Regions from separate parts of the Zea mays genome. Here region 2 is linked to region 1. Evidence: chromatin contacts called from public Hi-C data. All regions are on one chromosome and are shown on one strand. The core of a region is the stretch at or near the end of the contact, and the rest is flanking DNA. Distances in the headings are between cores, read along the strand shown.

What was found. A called contact is a pair of places that touch in the nucleus more often than the background predicts.
Region 2: a contact with region 1 is called in a Hi-C map of tassel, with 2.2 times the contacts expected there. The contact joins the promoter of LOC103637649 here to the promoter of LOC100194247 in region 1. A contact is called at or near these places in 2 of 25 Hi-C or Micro-C datasets (ear and tassel).

What each region holds. Positions count from the first base shown.
Region 1 is chr1:91,485,426-91,488,163 of Zm-B73-REFERENCE-NAM-5.0, forward strand. It overlaps LOC100194247, which reads left to right and starts at 1,465. Exons shown (of 10, transcript NM_001139288.2): 1 at 1,465-1,698; 2 at 1,802-1,921; 3 at 2,004-2,129. The coding sequence starts at 1,552.
Region 2 is chr1:91,890,894-91,893,593 of Zm-B73-REFERENCE-NAM-5.0, forward strand. It overlaps LOC103637649 (metalloendoproteinase 1-MMP), which reads left to right and starts at 1,397. Exons shown (of 1, transcript XM_008660099.4): 1 at 1,397-2,700. The coding sequence starts at 2,051.

The DNA of each region.
Region 1 (2,738 bases), core at 215-2,714:
CATCGAGTCATTATATGTGTTGATCTTGTTTGTCGCACATATAAGACGTACCTGGGGTTGGCCTTAAAACCGGGTGTGCCATAAATGAAGACTAAATAACACAATAAAAGTCTAATAAGTAGTTTATGATTCAGCTATGTGAAGCTATAGTAAATATTTACTAGTCATAGATTAATTATGCTTAATAAATTTATCTCATCGTTTAGTCTTACATGTGTAATTAGTTTTTATACTACTATATTTAATAGTGACATTTAAACTAAACTTTAGTCATGTAAAATCAAACACGGAAACACCCAAACATGACACGACGAGTCATCAGTAAATAGCAACGCAAATTTGGAACGTGTCTTGTTCAGAAATAGTTGCTCGTCGTACGGGCTCAGCTTTAACCCTTGCCATAATAAATCAGCTTCATGAAAGGCGCATGCAAACGCAAGGCTGTGTGGCCTACTGGGAGTAGCTCTTGTCCTGGCTTGTTCAATCGGTAGTCGGTACTCGACTACTCGGTAACAACAGCGGTTGATCGCATGGGTAGACAGGGAGAAAAATATGTGCGCGTATGCTCCACCAAAGTCAACATGTGACAGTCAGTCACCAGACAGGCAGGCACACGTAGGACGTGAGGCAGGCAAGTAGGCGAGGGAGAGGGTCTCATTAACTTCGACATTCATAACGTCACCTACCTCCTTCGTGATCCTCTGCCACTTCGCCAGTATATAGCCGCATGACGGCATTCCACGCCCACGGTCGTTGCATGTTGTGGTGGCAGCGTTTGGTGAAGAATCCACTAGGCAGCTGCAGCTCCAAACGGTCAAGAGGAATGCATCAGAAAGAGTTTGATGATTGACGAGAGGAGAGGGCTACATCATGTCCATGACAGGCATAAGCTATGGAGTCCATCCCTATTGATTATTTCTGGTTTGGAGGGCCAAAACGACAAATATACATGCAAAATTCGACTCTCTTGATGCTGGTCAAGGATGTTAGGCACAGTGGGCAGTGGCACTCGCACTAAAAACAGTAGTAGCAGCAAGCAGCGGCAACCCCCTTCGTCCCTAGTCAACCGTACCAGTAGAACGTCGCCCAGTTTTGAGAGGTACCAGACCTGAGTGCGGGGGCAGCGCAGTCATTAACGCGGCTCACCCACCAACCTCAACTCTTCTCCTTGGGATCATCCTTCTCGTCCGAACCCCCACCCCCACCCACCGCCTCCCGGCAGCGTAGTTACTCCCCTCCCTCGCCATCAATCCTCCTCCCCCTGTTCGCTGTGCAGTGCTCAGTGCATGCCACTCCCGTTTCTCCCTCCACCACCATTCACCACCACCAGTGCCACTGCCACTGCCACACACCCACACCGAATTACGCGGCGGCCCTGCGCGCAGGATGCTCTTTGCCTGCCTGCCTGCCTGCTACTGCTCATCTCTGCCCATATAGCGCGCGGCTAGCAGCTTCCGGATGGACGCGTGCGATGTAGCAGTGGCCAGCTACTCGGCAGCAGCGCTCGCTCTCTAGACGCTTGGGCTTGGCACGCCGTCGCCGAGATCATCCATGGCCGGCGCAGGCCAGGAAGAAGAAAAGGTGGAGCACGAGGGAGAAGAAATGGTGGCCGGCCGGCAGCAAGGATCGTCGCGCGGCGCCGTGGAGCAATGCGGCGGCCAAGCACAGCCTGCCGTCACCGCTCCATGCTCGTCCAAGGTTCGTACGTCGTCGTCGCTGTCACTGCACTGCACGCATCACGGGAGGGCGTGGGTTTCTTAGTGCTGACAGGGCTAGCTTTCCTCGTTGAATTCACTGCCAGAACCCGCCGGACGCGAGGAAGCCTTACGCGACTCCGGAGGGGTGCTCCGTCCACCCGGGGCCGCCGCGGGATCAACGGCCCAACGCGTCGCCGAACCACCGCGTGTCCCTGGAGAACGACGTGAGGACATCAAGAACACCCCCTCGCCGTCTCTGATCTGGGTCTGCTCGTCTAGTAACTAGCTGTTTATGAGTTCTGGCAGGTTAGGCAGCTGCAGCTGCATTTGCGTCAGGAGAGGTCTGTCCGGGTCATGCTCGATCGGGCCATTGGCCGGGCGTCCAGCGCGCTGTCTCCTGGCCATAGGCATTTCCGGGATTTCCCGGCGCAGGTATGGCCGGCTGACTCATCGGCCGTTTGCCACCTCCTCAGTTTTTGTTTTCTCCTTCGTGGGAGTTGCTTTGCCGCTAACTCGCGCATCTCACGTGACACTCAGGTTAGCTGTAGATTGCTCATTTGCATATACAGTGCTCTCGAGTTTGTCTGGATTGGGCATGCATGGAAATTCAGCTGTCTAATAAAATGACAGCTGTGAAACCACCGGCATCGAAATCCAGGCATATATTTTTATTTTTTCTATTTTTGTTTCCATTATTGACAGCTAGTTTGTCAAGCTTGATGCCAGCTCAAATACACAGTTGCCCAAGACAGGGGATTATGCAAGGGACATCCCTCCTACTCCATACACTTCCTCCGTTTCAAATTAGAACATGAATGGTTTTTTTTTTTGCGAGAGTCAAGATATTTTAGATTTAATCAAAGCCATCAAAATAAATCACAAAGATTTATAATATCATCATCATTATTTTATTATATAAGTTTGGTCAAATTCGAGATGTATATCACACACTCCATTTCCCCAACCAAGTTAGCTAGGATGACATAGTTTGGAATGGAAAGAGTACCGTTACTCAGTGGCGGATCCAGGATTGATCCAAGA
Region 2 (2,700 bases), core at 147-2,646, 410 kb after region 1:
ACACATAAGTACTAACTGACAAGAGCAACTCCAAAAGAAGATTCAAACTTACCCCAAAAATATATTAGGGGAAAAAACTAATTTTGCTGGTTCCAACGGCACCTATATCCACCTCCGAAAAATTTCGCATCCCTCATCGGCGACCTTCGCTCCCGCATATTTTCGCGTGAGCATTCCTCCCCAATCCGTCAGTGCTCCCACGTTTTTTTTCTCACGTGCGCAATTGTCGTGGTCGAGGCGGCAAGCGGCAACGGTGGCCTGGAGAGGAGGTGGTGGCGTTCGAGGATTCGACAAGCACGACGGTCGACCGGAGAGGAGGCGGTGGTGGCCGGTGTGATGCTTCCCGCAAGGGATACTGCTGTTCTCATCGTGACTGTACGTTACAGGATGTGGAGGATCCTACATGGCATTTAGCCGACGATGAAGCTCTGGATTCTGACAGAGGAGGAGCGTTCCAAGATACAAATTTTTTTGGGTCTAAAACCTCGAGTGAAGAAGTTGGATGTCAGATTCACTTTTGCTTCTTGTAGCATGTTAGATTGATTTGTAGGACTAATTATTAAATTAATAATGACGGTGACTGCAAATTTTCTTGCCAATCGTTGTCTTATAGCTAAATGGCAACATGGACATTACAGATAATCAGTTGCTGCATCATTCAATCATTGCACACTGGCTCTTCAAAATAATTTTAGAACACAGTCGCTTGAATAATGTGTGAGTCTATCTCTAATTTTGTCATTCTGCAAGTCTAAATTTGTGAGTCTATAAGACTGAAATGCATAAAAGATGATGTTGAAGAATTTTTATGTTTAGCTTACTGAACCTGATCCTGATGTTGTTTGTCAACTGATGTCTCAAATTAGTTGTAAGAATAATTGAACAAGAGCAGCTAACGTGATTCATTAGTATTTTTCAATTGTTTGCCAGATGAATAACGAAGCACTTTTAGGTACCAATCTTAGATAGGAAGGCACTTCATTGTTCACTCATTCTGTAGGTCTTTTACCGAAAGAAATAAATATGTATGTTGAATTTGTACTTATCTTGTACACATTATGTTTTTGACATACTAAATTTGGCATATTTCAAGGGAACTGTGTTGTTGTATTCATATACTATTTCTAGTGTGTGGTGTATTCGTATACTCCATTTATCCTAATGCATGAGCGTAGGTGTCCTACAACCAGGTTGTGGGAAAATACTAACAGGACTGATGCAAATATGGACTACTACATGCTCTGGGCTTTTTTAGCTGGTCCACTTTTCATTTTAGTTTTCTATTTGGGGAACTGCTGGAGTAAAATCTTAGCCTGCCGCTAATAAGTTTTTGTTTGCCGCTAATAATCAGTTTTGGGGGAAAAATTTTTAGTATCCTTTTGGAGATGCTCTAAGTAGCTCAATGCCTCAATCAGAGACCTTTCGCTTTCGACTTGGCTTTCGTGTGGCAACGTCATTCGACAAGCCCATCCACAATACATCCCATCCTTCACCATCACAGACCCAGAGCCAATCAATAAAAATCTGGGTCAGTTTAAAAATCCGACACCTTTCCTCACTAAAACATGCTTGATCGTACCCGAGTTTTGTTTTTTATCACTTGTCGATCCGAACGAGCGAAGCCCGAGAAACTGCACCTAAAACCATCAGCCGGTGTTCTGCTTCTTGGTGCCCAGTTTGTCTCCGGATTAGCCGTCAAACCCGTCTCTGAACTCTGCTGCCATGTACTACCTTCTAACGACGCATGAAGTCGCTGGTCTTCGCGGACGCCTTTGGCACGCCTGGTTGAACTGAATTGTGACCCGTCGTTTACGTGTCGAAGAACGCCTTTGGAGTCTGGCCAGGAGACGACGAGGTCAGCCGATGGCCAACCGGGGCGCCATCGTCTGACCCGCTTCCCCTATCCGCACCGCAGCCTTTTAGTTTCGTCTCGTGCGGCGAGCACAAAATTCTTTGCCGCCTCCGCGACAACTAGGCCGGCCTGCAACGGGAATAACCGCCCGCCCCGCGCATAGCCTAACGGGGCAGCTTGCTTGGCTCTGATGCTGCCATGTCGCGCGCGCCTCGTATCGTATCGGTGCTGTTCCTGTTGCTTGGCCCCCTCCCCGTCTCCTTGGTCCACGTGACCGCCGACGGGCCCGTGACGGCGACGGTTCACCGGCAGGACGGCACCGCGTGGCGCTCGTTCAAGCAGCTGCTGGACGCGCGGCGAGGCAGCCACGTTGAGGGCCTCGGCGAGCTCAAGCGCTACCTGGCGAGGTTCGGGTACATGCCTGGGGCGGGGGCGGAGCACGAGCCGACGACGGACGCGTTCGACGCGCACATGGAGGCCGCCGTACGGCGGTACCAGTCCATGCTTAGCCTGCCGGTCACGGGGCAGCTCGACTCCACCACGCTGGACCGGATCATGGCCCCGCGCTGCGGCGTCGGCGACGGCGGCCACGCTGTGCCGGTATCCCTCTCGGGGTCGGCGGCGGCGAGCCCGGACGGCGCCGTCAGCCGGTTCACGTTCTTCAAGGGTGAGCCGCGGTGGACGCAGCCGGACCCGCTCGTGCTCACGTACGCCATCTCGCCGACCGCCACCGTCGACTACCTGCCTGCCGGGACCGTGCGCGCGGTGTTCCGGCGCGCGTTCGCGCGGTGGGCGCGGGTCATCCCCGTGGGCTTCGTCGAGACCGAAGACTACGAGGCGGCCGACAT